Linked DNA regions of Macaca mulatta: region 2 is linked to region 1. Evidence: chromatin contacts called from public Hi-C data. All regions are on one chromosome and are shown on one strand. Each heading gives the region's core, a stretch centred on a gene start, on an enhancer-like site or on the middle of the called end of the contact. The rest is flanking DNA. Distances are from core to core; before and after follow the strand shown. Region 1 holds the start of LOC144333727. Region 2 holds the start of DGUOK (deoxyguanosine kinase).

Region 1 (6,826 bases), core at 131-2,630:
CCCCTGACCAGTTTGTGCAAGTCGTAAAGCAGGCAGGAAAGAAGTCTATGGAAGCCTATGGGTCTTCAGTGTTATTGAGGTCTGTCATTCATCAGGTTCTACTCATCTCATCTCTTCATTCAACACAGTGGTTGGGTGCTAGGTCTAGGGTTATGAGGTGAAAGCCAGCGTGCTAGCCCTCCAGGAGTTTGTAGTAACTGAGAAGGAAACATGCAAACCATTCCAGTGCCCAGCAACGATGAGATAACTGTTCCTAGGGAGGGAGAGTCAAACTTCTGTGGAGGGAGAGTGGGTGGGGCTCTGGAATCGTCTGAGCAGCTGGAGAAGGTTTCATGGAAGAACTGGCACTTATGACTTGCAGGATGAGTGGGAATTTGGCAGGTACAAGGGGTAGCTGAGAACGGGTGGGGTGGGAAGGGTTTTCCCCAGGCAGAACGATGAGCAACAGGACTGCCGAAAGTGTAAGGTTCCAGAGGCTGGGAAGATTTGACAGGCAGCTCTCTAGCCTGCCTGGGTTCCCTCCAACCTCTCTGGTGGCCCCTTCTCAGCTCCTGTCCCTCATGGGCTGGTATTCTTTGGGGCTCTGTCCTGGCAGCCTTTTCCTCGCACTCCCATGTCCACCCCCGATGAGCTCCTCCACACCTGAGGCCTCGCTGTCTGCTCGCTGATGGGGCCCAAATCTCTTTCAAGCCCAGGCCTCATCCCCTCAGTTGCACACTCACCTCCACACGGATGTCCGCATTCCCAGGCATCCTTCCTTTCGCATTTTGTCATGGTGAATGGCACCAGCATTCACCCAGTTACCTAAACGAGAGGGCTTTATGAAATGACCCTCTCATAGATTGCTGGTGAAGAGTAAATGACACAGTAACTTGCTGGTGCCATTTACCCAGACAGAATACCAGAGGACGGCTGCTGGGCTCCTCGGAAAGTCCACAACGTACTAGCTGAGTGATCTTGGGCAAGTTATTTAACGTTTTCTTATCCATAAAATGGGTTTGATGATAGTACCTACCTCACAAGGTTGTCATATGGATTAAATAATATTAGTTGTTGTCATTCATTGAGCCCTATATTAAGTCCTTTACTTGGATTCCCTCGAAGATGGAGTACCTAGTCCAAGGTCACACTGTTTTAAGTGGCAGATTCAGGTTTGGAAGCCAGAGTCCTCTGGCTCCTGAGCCATCTTCTTCACCTCACTGTCACACTTTCTGAAAACTGTATATACCAAATAGGGAAATGCCTATGGTACAATGTTAAGTTAAAAGAGGATGGCAAATTGTATACTTAGTGTGAGTAAATCCACAAATAGGAAAGGCTACAAGGAAATGTAGCAAATGGTTAAATATGGTTGTAATTTGGTGATTCTTCCCCTCTAGTATCTGTATTTTCCACGTTTTCATTATACGCATTTTTTATTAAAAGTTACTTATTAAAAATATATCAAAAACAATTACGACTCTACAACCTGTTCCCCTGTTTGAAAATTACACTCCCTTGGTTTTTCGTCTCGGTTCTAGTCTTACCACCCTTAACAGAAACTCTTCATTCCTCCCCAAGGCCATGGTAGGAAGCAGATATTGCAGCCATGTTCACCCCCAGGCACTCCCTCTCTGACAACCTGGACCCTGGAGCAGGCTGTCAAAATCAGAGGGAAGTTCCAGACAGAACCCGGGCTGCTTTACCGCCTAGGGCTTTCTTTCTGGACAGCGCTACTTTAGATCAGTTACTTTTTTTTCTTTCTTTCTAAATAGCCGGCCGAATGCTCATTTTCCAGTTCTGGCTGAGTTGTTAGCTGCAGCCGGGCGGCGACGCCTGCCAGGTACCTGGTTCCGTGAGCACCGCCCAAACTGGTCAGGCCAGTCCGTCCTGTGGCTGTTTCTGCCAGGACTCGCCCAAGTGTGTATGCGCGTGTGTCTCAGAGACCCACCCTGCTCCCCTGCAACCCAGGTAGGTGGAAAGCAGTTGCAGGCAACAGCCTGGCAGTCAGGCCAGATGGGTGGGGCTGAATTAATCTAACCTGGAATTTCAACTTGGCCTGCACAACAGGTGAGGGAAAAAAGCAGCAGAGAGAACGGGCAGTTTGGCAACTTGGAAATATTCCTGAGCCTTGCCCCTTACCCCCTGCCTGGAACATAGCCCAGGGTGACTCTTCAAAGTGTCTGCGCCGGGTTTTAGGGCTCAGTCGCGCCACGGCCCCCTCGAGGCTGTCCGAGCCCCTCCTGAACGCTGTCCTCCTCAGTTACCCTCCGCGACGCGCCCGTTCCCCCTCCTCCGGGAGGCAGGGCGGGGGTATCGGATTAGTCTTTGTTTTCGACGCGAAAGAGCCGAGCGCGGCGCGGGGGAGGCTGGCGATGGCAGGGCCGTGGGGTCCACCTGGACAGGGCATTCGGCCGTGACCCCTGCGAGGGTGCCCTTAGCCTCTGCCCCCGAGCAACCCCTTCTTGCCGGCCAGGCTGACTCGGTACGCAAACGCGCGATGTCCCCCATTGTCCTGCTTCGGAATGAGCCAGCGCCAGCTGGGACAGGGGGATCAGTCGGGCCCGGCGCTCAGGCCTCCCAGGAGCGCCGGGGCCGTCCCGGACCGATCTGGCCCGCAGGGAGTGGCAGGAAGTGGGGACACCGAACGCGGCTCGGCCGAGGGCCTAGGTTGGAAGGTCCGCGTGCCCCACCCCGCCTCGCCGGCCCCGGCTGCAGCCCCGCCGGAGGGCGAGGGTGGCCAGCCCGAAGGGGGCGGCCGTGTCCCGGGAGGGCCGACCGCGTGGGTGGGAGCCACTGCAGGTGCAGAGAAGCGGCGGCCGGGCCGGAGCCTGCCCCAAGCCGCTCGCAGGCCGCCCGCCCGACCCCTCCCCTCCGCGGGAAACACCCCCCTCTCGCCCGGCCCGGGGCTCGGCAGGGCCGGCGGGGCTCGCCGGGGCCGCACGTGTGCGCCCTCCCGGGCGGGGGAGTCCCCGGGCGAGCACGTGCCGCGGTGCGCGGGGGGCGGGGAGTCCCGCGGACGCCTTCATTGCTGCTGCTGCCGCCGCGGCCGCCGCTGCCTCTTCCTTCCTCCTGCGCCGTCCCCTCCTCGGCCCGGGCGGGGGGCTCCGCGCGCCGAGTTCGGTCGGGCCGGGCGCTCCGGGAGGCGGGCGCCCCAGGCGGCGGCGGCGGCGGCCGCGACGGTGGTGGCGGCGGCGGCGCGGGCCGGGAAACTTTGCCCCTTTGTGCGCTCCGCCCCGGAGGCGGCGGGCAGGTCGGTGCAGTCGGTGCCTTTCCGGCTCCGGAGTGGGGGAGGGGCGGCGGGAGGCGCTGGGGGCCCGGCCCGGGGGAGGGGGAGGGGGCGGCCCGGAGCCGGCGGGGGGCCGCTCCTCCGGTGCAGGGGGCCGGACTGGGGTGCTGCGGGGCGCTGTGCGGTGGAGCCGGGCGGGGGTGGCAGGGCGGGGGCGGGGGCTGCGAAGCCGCCAGAGCCGAGTGGCGGAGGCCCCAGAACAAAGGAGCCCGAGCGGCGGCGCGCGCGCGGCCCGGCCCGCGGCTCGAGCGCGCCCCCCTCCCCGCGCCCCTCGGCGGCGCGGGCCGCCCTCCCCAGTCGGGCTGGCGGGCTGCGCTCGGGCGGCGGGCGCCGCGCGCGCGGGCTGCCCCGGGCGCGCCCCCACCTCCAGGCCGCTTCCGTGCCGGGGGCGCCGGGGCAGTCCCGCGGAGCGAGGCTCTCAGCAAACTTTATTTTGAAAGCTCAGCTCCCTGAGGGAGGGCCCGGCGGCCTCCAGCCAGGGTGTGTGGGGGAATTTTGGTGAAACTCTCACCAGCCCGTGGGGGATGGGAGGAGGGCAACTTTCTTAGAAATCTCACCTTGACCACCCCCTTGAATTCGTAGTCCAGGGCCGCCTCCCTCAGATAGGGAGTGGGTGCTGGGTGCGTCCTGCTTGAGGTTCTGGGTAGGACCTCATTTGAGCAAGCCCCATCTCTTCCCCCATTTTCTCTTCCCAGAAGCAGGAAGAAGTGACACGTGAAAGTTGTCCCTGAGCTCCGAGTGATGCGCTTCCCCTTTCTGTCTTTTTCAGGCAGCACTGCCTTCTCCAGCGTCCAGACCCTGGAGGAAAAATACCAGGAGAAACTGCTCACTCAGCTCTGCCCCCACCACACCCTACCTGCTCACCTCATGCCTGGGTCCAGGGTGGGTGAGGGTGAAGAACCCACCGGGCCAAGATGATCCCTTTTCTGGGGACTGCTGCTGGTGTCCTTCCCCAGATCCCGGGCCCCAGCAGGTGGGAGAGTGGCCCCCTACGGAGCCCGATCAGACTGCTGCAGAGGAGGTGAAGAGGGGTTGAGAAGAGGCATCCATCCACGAGACTGAAGCCACTTGCCTTCATCCTTGTGATTCTTGGCTGTTCTAGGCGAGAAGGACCTGTTGGTGGCCTTTGGAGGTGGCGGGAAACTGGACTGTGGTTCTGCCCCAGCACCTATGCCCCCACTTCTGGCAGCATCATGAGCCAGTTTCAGGTGCCCCTGGCCGTCCAGCCGGACCTGCCAGGCCTTTATGACTTCCCTCAGGGCCAGGTGATGGTAGGGGGCTTCCCGGGGCCTGAGCTCTCCATGGCTGGGAGTGAGTCCCAACTCCGAGGGGGTGGAGATGGCCGGAAGAAACGGAAACGGTGTGGTACTTGTGAGCCCTGCCGGCGGCTGGAAAACTGTGGGGCTTGCACTAGCTGTACCAACCGCCGCACGCACCAGATCTGCAAACTGCGAAAATGTGAGGTGCTGAAGAAAAAAGTGGGGCTTCTCAAGGAGGTAAGCTGGCGCTTGCTAGGCTACCCTGTCCCTTCCTTGAGGGCACGGTGATCACGGGGGTCTTGTTCAAGGCTCGTCCAGTTGAATCCATTCTCTCATTTCTGATTCTCTTGGTCCAACTTTAAGTAGGAGTGTAACTGACATGTTTGGGCTACTTTGCAGGGCTGACAATTTGTATGAGAGTAACTGGGTAGAAGGGGGATCTGAGCAGGCTCCCTAATCTCTGATGTTTGCATTTGATGCGGGACTGTGATGTCTACCTTTACCTCTAGAAGTTTCTTGTCCTGCTGCTTGAAGCCTCAAATGTTGTATTTCAAGCTCATGCTAATGCTTGGATGACTTGGGCTTTGATAGTGTAAGATAAGGGATGGAGGCTGATGGATTTGGAGACAAGGTTTTGGATTGACAGGGTGGTTTTATGCTGCCCTGATGGAGTGGGATGTTTCTTTCATGGTTTTTCTCAGATGGCCAGAGAGCCAGTTGAAACCGTTTGGGAATCTAATGACAGACTGATGATTTGGGTTCTCCTATCTTAGTTCTTCTTGCAGTCAAAAACTTTATTTCTGTGTTCTCAGGACTTGGCACAGTTCCTTGGCAGGTAGTAGGCACTCAGATACTAATTGCATGAATGGATGACGTGCTTTTGAGACACTATCAACCCCAGGGAGGTGTACTCCCTTTATTTGGGGGTAGTAAGGTGGAGAAGGGAAGGAGATTTGGGATGAGAGCAGGCAGGATGAGAAGGCAAGGGAGAGACGGTGACCTTGCATTGGCCGTCTTTCCCTCCCATTTTAGTGGCGGACTGCCGGCTTGAGGTTGGTGACAGCCGAGACAGCAGAGAGTTGGCAGAAGTAGGGCTGAGCGAAGTTGAGCAGCTTAGGAGGAGCGGTGTAGCCGCTGAGGTCGCTCCAGGCAGTGGAACTGGCGCTGGACAGAGATGGAGGCCTGTGCTGTCTTCGAGCTCCCCCTGGCTCTGCCATTCATTTGTCCAAGGGTCCAGACAACTCGGGCCCCTTCTCTGGGACTGTCTTTTCCTTGGGGGAAGTGGAGGAGTTGTACTTGATGTCTTTCAAAGTCCCTTCCAACTGGGCGGGGAGCTGCTTGCTTCTGAGGACTCGGGTCCCTGTGACTTTGTTGCGCTGGCGGCTCGTGCTCAGGGTTTCCCTGACCGCTGAGTGCAGAGCCGCACAGCGAGCTGGTGGGACTGGTCCCGTGGCTAGGAAGAAAGATTCAAGTGTTGAAAACAGGGAGGTGGGGTTGCTGGATATTTCTGCCCCTTCTCACCTTGTCTTGTCCGTGTCCTGTGGAAGCTGTATGTCCTGACCCAAGGACTGCAGACACAGGGCCCTGTTTCCCCTGTCTCTTGTTAAAGCAGACATCTGGATCACATATGCAGCCCCCAGCCCCAGCCTGGGAGACTTCTCTGTTGCTGGTGTTGGGGGTAGTTATGGTCCTGCTGGCCCAGTGCCACATGGGTCGCTACTGAAAGCAGGGTGGTATGAAGTGGGGGAGGCTTTACTTCTGGATGTAAGAGCTGGTGCTTTGGTGTAGGGAGGAGCTGCTGAGTCTACTTTGTAAAGCTTGATTCCTTTGCGCCCTTGCTTCTAGCATTGCTTTTCTTCCCCAGCCCCCATTGTCTTACTCAGTTCCTCCCATAATTAAACCGGAGGGATGAGGATGCTGAGCTTCCTGGGCTAGATGTTCTTGGAAGCAGTGGCCCTTGTGAACTAAGTTGAAGTGCTGCTTTTGGCAACAACAGAACATACCTGAGTGAAAGGGGCTGGGAGTGAGGCCAGGGCCTTGTCATCCTGTGTGTAAGCTGTCGGCCCAGGCTGCCGGGTGGTCTTGGTTAAGATATCATGGATCTGGGGTGGCTGAGGCTTAGAGACAACCCTGCTGAGAGATGCCTGCATCCCTATTGACCTTACCCTGGCCAACTACCTCTCTAAGCCCCAGGGTCAGGTAAGGTGAGGCTGGACGGCCTTGGGTGTCTGAGGACAGAGGATCTACATGCTGATCTGTGGATCAGTAGAGTTCTGTGTTTCTAGAGAAACAAAAGGGG
Region 2 (6,663 bases), core at 1,466-3,965, 60 kb before region 1:
GAGCCACTATGGGTATTATGGGAATAAGGGCTTTATTACAAGAATGAGATTTATCCAAAGCCTGAAGGAGCTGGGAAAGTGAAAGTCTGCAAGGAACTGTGGGATAATCTGAGAGGAGTCACAAATGAGTGGAGGACTAGGTGAAACCTATCTGCCGGGCACCTCTGTCTGTCATAGCATCTGACTAGAAGATTTCCACAGAGCACTGGCTGACACTCCCACTCTGCCTTCCAAATCTCACCCCAGGTCCTCTTTTGGCCAACTCTAACTCAGAGCCTTGTTGGTAGTGCGTTCTGAAAGTGTACTTTCCAGTTTAACCAAATCGATTTAGCACAATCCAGCACATTAGAAAATCTTCAATGTAGGTGAGATATAGCTGACTAAAATTCCAGGCTGCAGAAGAAAGTTTGGGCCACATTTTTATATGTTTATCTCCCTTTTTGAATGGCTGCATGACATTTTATATAATATTGGTCAGTATTTTATGTATACAGTAGCATTTACAAACACTGGAAAAATAGTAACTCCTTCAGAGCTGCACTTCAAGGACTAAGCAGAGTGTCTGGCATGCAGTAGATGCTCAGCAAATATTGGATGAATGAGTGGCTGCTGAAAGACTAGAGTTCCTGCAGGGCAACATCAACTCCTACTTATCAACTCTGGCAGATATTTGAAAATCGCCCAGGGGCAGGAAGTGGCCTCATTCTCCTAAGTAATGGGGAGGTAATTCTACTCACCGGTATGCCACCACTTTCAGTCTCTGGCTAGCACCCAAGTGGAATGAAAACTCCCTGTTTACTGCTTCCAAGAGGAACTGATCACCACCTCTTTGGGGTGTCTTCTTTGCTCATGATGATCGCCTTAATTGTACTTCCTCATGCACAAAAGTGGGGCCCCAACCCTCTTCCTTGGCCACAGCTGATTGAACCATGATTAGACACCTGAACACAGGTGGGCAAATCAGATTCTCCCTTCTGGGAATTTGGAATTGGGACCAAAAACCAAAAAATAACATTTAACAAAACAAGCATAAATAAGTAAAGGGGGATAGAAAATTATTACTAATTAATTAACATAACTGACAGGCATTTTAGGCAAAAAATATTTGTTTCTTCCATTACACTCCACATCAAAAAAATTTTGAATGCTTTTAGAGGCTGGGTGCGGTGGCTCACACCTGTAATCCCAACACTTTGGGAGGCCGAGGTGGGTGGATAACTTGAGGCCAGGAGTTCAAGAGCAGCCTGGCCAACATAGCAAAACCCCGTCGCTACTAAAAATACAAAAACTTAGTCAGGCATGGCGCATGCCTGTAATCCCAGCTACTCAGGAGGCTGAAGCATGAGAATCGCTTGAACCTAGGAGATGGAGGTTGCCGTGAGCCAAGATCGCCCCGCTGCACTCCAGCCTGAGCAAGACTCTGTCTCAAAAAAAAAAAAAAGACGCAAACGACAGAGAGAAAATACTCACAAAGGACTCATCCAGAATATTTGAAGAATAAGACAAGCAAAAGACAACAAATAGAAAAATGGACTTAAGACTTCAACAGAGGATACTGAAATGATCAATAAACACACGAAAAGATGTTTGATTTCATTAACCCGCAGGAAAATGTAAATTAAAACCACAATAAGTTATAATTACACACAGCAAAATGGATAAAATGAAAAAAAGCTGACAATATCAACTGTTGGTAAGAATGTGGGACAACCAGAACTCTCTCTCACTGATGATGGTGGTGTCAACGGCTGGCCACTTCACCATAAAATTTTTAAAAATAATTTTTAGGAGCTCTGTTACTGGTAGAGGGTGTCCAGGTTCTTGGCATTTTGAACAAAGAATTGGACAAAACGCACAAAGCAAGGAAAGAATGAAGCAACAAAGCACAGATTTATTGCAAACCAAAAAACACTCCCCAGTGTAGGAGGGGTCCAAGCAAGCAGCAATTATAGAATTTTCTGGCGTTGGCCGGGCGCGGTGGCTCAAGCCTGTAATCCCAGCACTTTGGGAGGCCGAGACGGGCGGATCACGAGGTCAGGAGATCGAGACCATCCTGGCGAACACGGTGAAACCCCGTCTCTACTAAAAATACAAAAAACTAGCCTGGCGAGGTGGCGGGCGCCTGTAGTCCCAGCTACTCGGGAGGCTGAGGCAGGAGAATGGCGTAAACCCAGGAGGTGGAGCTTGCAGTGAGCTGAGATCTGGCCACTGCACTCCAGCCTGGGCGACAGAACGAGACTCCGCCTCAAAAAAAATAAATAAATAAATAAACGCCAGAAAATTCTTTTTTTGGTTTTTTTTGTTTTTTGTTTGAGACGGAGTCTCGCTCTGTCGCCCAGGCTGGAGTGCACTGGCCGGATCTCAGCTCACTGCAAGCTCCGCCTCTCAGGTTTACGCCATTCTCCTGCCTCAGCCTCCCGAGTGGCTGGGACTACAGGCGCCCGCCACCGCGCCCGGCCAGTTTTTTTTTTTTTTTTTTTTTTTTAAGTAGAGACGGGGGTTTCACCGGGTTAGCCAGGATGGTCTCGATCTCCTGACCTCGTGATCCGTCCGTCTCAGCCTCCCAAAGTGCTAGGAGCACAGGTTTGAGCCACCGTGCCCAGCCTTCTGGCGTTTAAATACCTCCTAGAGGTTTCCTATTGGTTACTTGGTGTACACCCTATGTAAATGAAGTAGTGACCAGCGATCAGTCTGATTGGTTGCAGGAGGGGACCAATCAGAGGCTGAAGTGAAGTTACGAAGTTTTACCTTATGCAACTAAAGAGTTGGCCTGCCACCAGCCTGATTGATTGCCCGAGGACACCAATCAGAGGTACTTTCAATTTTTCATCTGCCACCCAGAAAAGCCGGGGTTGCAAAGGGATTAGCTTCTGGTCCTTTTGTTACTTGGGCTGGAAAGCTGGGATTTTCCTTTTGATTTAGTTCTAGGAAGTCAACCTGAATCGGCCTTAGGTTCCCTGTCTCCAGACCCTATTTTCCTGCCTGGTAACTTTTAGGAGATTAATACCTGCCTGCAGACAATTTACTCGTTTAACTTTCACAATGCTCCTGAGGCAGCAAGATCCTGGAGAGGCAGAGAGCCTCTCAAGGTTTTTAGGATGAATATTTCCAAGTCTGAGTTCACATAAGTTAAATAAATGTAAGCAGTATTTTTTTTTTTTTTTTTTTTTTTTTACATAAGTGGCTGCTGGAGTGGAGATGGGAATGGGTAGGACTTTAGCCGCTCCAGTAGCCATTAACGCCCCACCCTGGTTATCCTAACAAAATTCGGTGTATTAAAAAAAAAAGTTCTTAATATATAAACATGACCTCAGCCATCCTATATATACATCAACATAAGAAAAAGGTCCTGTGCTTTCTATGGGAACAGCTTAGGTATCCCAGCCCCGGTCCTTCTCCAGCCCCCTTTGCCATCAGATCCTTGTCTTCTAGAACCTACCACACCTGAGTTGTGCCTGAAGGCCGGTTTGGCCTGTTGACTCCCGGTTTTGACTCTGGTGATTCAAGCGACTGGAACTAGAAGCACCATTTAACAACATTTCGTAAATCATTAGTTCTGAGGTTGTTATGACGACGGGGCGTGGCAGTCCGGCCTCACCTGTGGCAGCAGCTTAAGTCCCTGCCCTTCTGTAGAGCACACTTCACCGACAGCAGGACTCAGGTTTTATACACCGGCAAGTCTCTACCCGCCATTGCTTACGTGCACAGAACCCAACCTACCAGGTTTAAACGATTTCCAGTCACATACCTGAGCCACCACCACCTTATCCTGAAGGGATTTTTGGCTATAATGCGAATCGATTGACCGAACATTTATTTACTTACTCAAGACACAAACTAAGAGATGGGGTGTAACTGATTATCTGTTAATTTAGTCAATAATATGCCAGCATTGTGCAGGGAATTACAGGGAATAGGAAAAAGTTAAATTTGTGTAAATCATCAGATTGAGTCATTTTCCTACTTTAAAACTTCCATTTTCTTGCAGTATTAAAAACCAGACAACAAGCACCTGGAGGAAAAAAATCCCCTTAAAATTAGTTTCTATTTTTAATTTGTCTTCAGTTATAAAATTTATTTTAAAGTTATACAAAAATGAGGTGGTTGGACTGTGGAGTTATGTCTCTTAAAATGTTATTTATCCAATGAACAAAAACCGAGGAGCCACTCACACCGCAACTCCTGTTACTAGCAAATTCTGCACCCTTGTAAAACCCTTCCTTCTCGCAACGCTTCTTTACAAACATCGCGAGAGCAGAGCGGTCTCTTGGGCGCACCCCGTCGCATGTTCAACCCCACCCACTTCCTGCCTGACGATCTCCTTACGTCAGCGGTGCGCTGGAGCGAGTGAGCAGCGGTACCTAGGGCGGAAGTGCTCTCCGCGGAAGTGATCGCTGTGCGAATCGTGGGTGGGATGGCCGCGGGCCGCCTGTTTCTAAGTCGGCTTCGAGCACCCTTCAGTTCCATGGCCCAGAGCCTACTCGAGGGCGTTCCCTTCTCCAGGGGCCTGCACGCGGGGCGCGGGCCCCGAAGGCTCTCCATCGAAGGCAACATTGGTAAGGGCCGGAAAGCGACTGCCAAGCCTTGGCCTCCGCCACGCAGGTGACAGAGGCTGGGAAAGGAGCTGGGCTCGGAATGGCCCGCGTCTGATGCGGCCGGCCTCTCTGGGCTGCGAGGAGGGCCTTTCCCCTCGCAAAGTGCACTGTGGATCTTTGCCGCCTTGATTTTTAGAGTATCGGGCCTCATTACCCGCCCACAGGGACACCTTTGTTGGGGCATAAAAGCCACGCAGTTAGTGGCTAGGACAAGAATTTTATTAGCTGTTTGTAATAGATCGAAATTGAAGCGACAAGCGGGTGCAGTTTATTTGTTCTCCTAGATAGGGTTGCCATATTTAGCAGAAATTAAAAATAATATCCAGTTAAAATAGAATTTAAGATAACGAATAATTTTTAGTGTGTGTCCAATGCAATATTTGGGGCATCCTTACACCAAAACAACAACGAAATCACTCATTGAAAGTTCATATTTAACTGTGTCCTGTATTTTATCTGGCAACCCTATTCTAAGAGAGTTCCTAAACTTAAGTCCTTCAAATACCACATTCACAGTTTTTGTGCCTGTGCTAGTTGCATGATAATTTCTTAAGGCTTTTCTTAGAAGAACCTCACTTTTTAACTTAAAAACATGTATTAAATTAAAAATAATTTTGTTACAAGAATGAGACCCAGTATCTTGAATAAAAAGTAGTCAAAAAGCAAAATGAAGGCAAAACATTTCAATTTAATATTAATAAATTCTGACTTGATACTTTTACCTGCCAAGGTACTGAGCCCTAAAAGGGGCTTAGCAAGTGTTGAGTACTGAAGACATTCTAGCAGCAAACTGACAATTTCTTTTTTTATTCATTCAACAAATCACCTTTTGAGCCACTTCCATATGCCAGCACTGTTCTTGGCCTGGAGAATACAGCTGTGAATAGAAGAAATAGAAATCTCTGCTCTCATGGAACTCAAGTAGGGAGAGATAGACAATAAACAACACGAATTAAGCAAGGTGAACAATATGTTAGAGAGTAATGAGTATGATGGAGAAAAATCAGGGATGAAGAATTGAGGGAAGCTTTTATTTTATTTGAGATGGAGTGTCACTCTTGTTGCCCAGGCTGGAGTGCAGTGGCTTGATCTCGACTCATTGCAACCTCAGCCTCTCTGGTTCAAGCGATTCTCCTGCCTTAGCCTCCCGAGTAGCTGGGATTAGAGGCACCTGCCACCACACCCAGCTAATTTTTGTTTTATTATTAGAGACAGGGTTTCACCATGTTGGCCAGGCTGGTCTTGAACTCCTGACTTCAGATGATCCGCCTGCCTCGGCCTCCCAAAGTGCTGGGATTATAGGCGTGAGCCACCGTGCCTGGCCGAAGTTGTCATTTTAAATAAAGTAAGCAAGGCCTCACTGAGGTGACATCTGACCAAAAAACTGAAGAAGGTGAGGGAGCAAACCATGTGGATACCTGGGAGAAGAATCTTCTAAGCACAGTGAAAAGCAATTGGAAAGGCCCTGAGGTGGAAAGTGTGTTTGGGGAATAGGAGGGAAGTTACTGTGGCTGAACTCGAGTGAGCAAGGACGGTAGGGAAATGAGGGCAGAAGCCCAAGGGTTGGCCAGATTTTTATAGGCCTTATCATGGGTTTTTAATCTTACTGAGATGGGTAGCCATTGGAAGGTTTGAGGAGTCAAGCGACAGTTTTACTTAGATTATAAAAAGATCACTGTGGCTGATATGTTGAAAGTAAAGGGTGTTAAGTGGTATTGCAATAATTATGGTATGTTGGACCTTTGTGAAAGTGGTGAGACATGATTGGATTCTGGTTATACTTAGTTATATGTTAACAAAAATTGAGTTACATTTTAAGTAAAATTTAACAGTGGAAGTGGTGAGAAATGATTGGGTTCTAGTTATATTTTAAGGTAGGGCCAATTGGATTTGGTGACAGGTTGAGTGCAGAGTGTAAGATAAAGAGAGGGGCCAATGATGACTCCAGTTATTTTGACTTGAGTACTTGAAAGATAGACTCCTGATTTTCTTTATTTCCTCCTTTCCTTCTTTCTCCCCTCTCTTCCCCTCCCTTGGTGGGGTTTTGCCCTGTTGCCCAGGCTAGAAT

What was found. A called contact is a pair of places that touch in the nucleus more often than the background predicts.
Region 2: a contact with region 1 is called in a Hi-C map of CD4 T cells, with 4 times the contacts expected there. The contact joins the promoter of DGUOK here to the promoter of LOC144333727 in region 1. A contact is called at or near these places in 4 of 14 Hi-C or Micro-C datasets (CD4 T cells, blood, cortical neurons and 1 more).

The regions. Positions count from the first base shown.
Region 1 is chr13:50,830,599-50,837,424 of T2T-MMU8v2.0, reverse strand. It overlaps LOC144333727, which reads left to right and starts at 1,380. Exons shown (of 3, transcript XM_077959394.1): 1 at 1,380-2,765; 2 at 2,897-3,232; 3 at 4,038-4,306. The coding sequence starts at 2,505. The coding sequence ends at 4,304. LOC144333742 (a long non-coding RNA gene) reads right to left here and starts at 3,960. Exons shown (of 3, transcript XR_013402708.1): 1 at 3,826-3,960; 2 at 723-804; 3 at 111-197. TET3 (tet methylcytosine dioxygenase 3) reads left to right here and starts at 4,314. Exons shown (of 11, transcript XM_028832371.2): 1 at 4,314-4,764. The coding sequence starts at 4,462.
Region 2 is chr13:50,892,324-50,898,986 of T2T-MMU8v2.0, reverse strand. It overlaps DGUOK (deoxyguanosine kinase), which reads left to right and starts at 2,715. Exons shown (of 6, transcript XM_077959400.1): 1 at 2,715-2,812.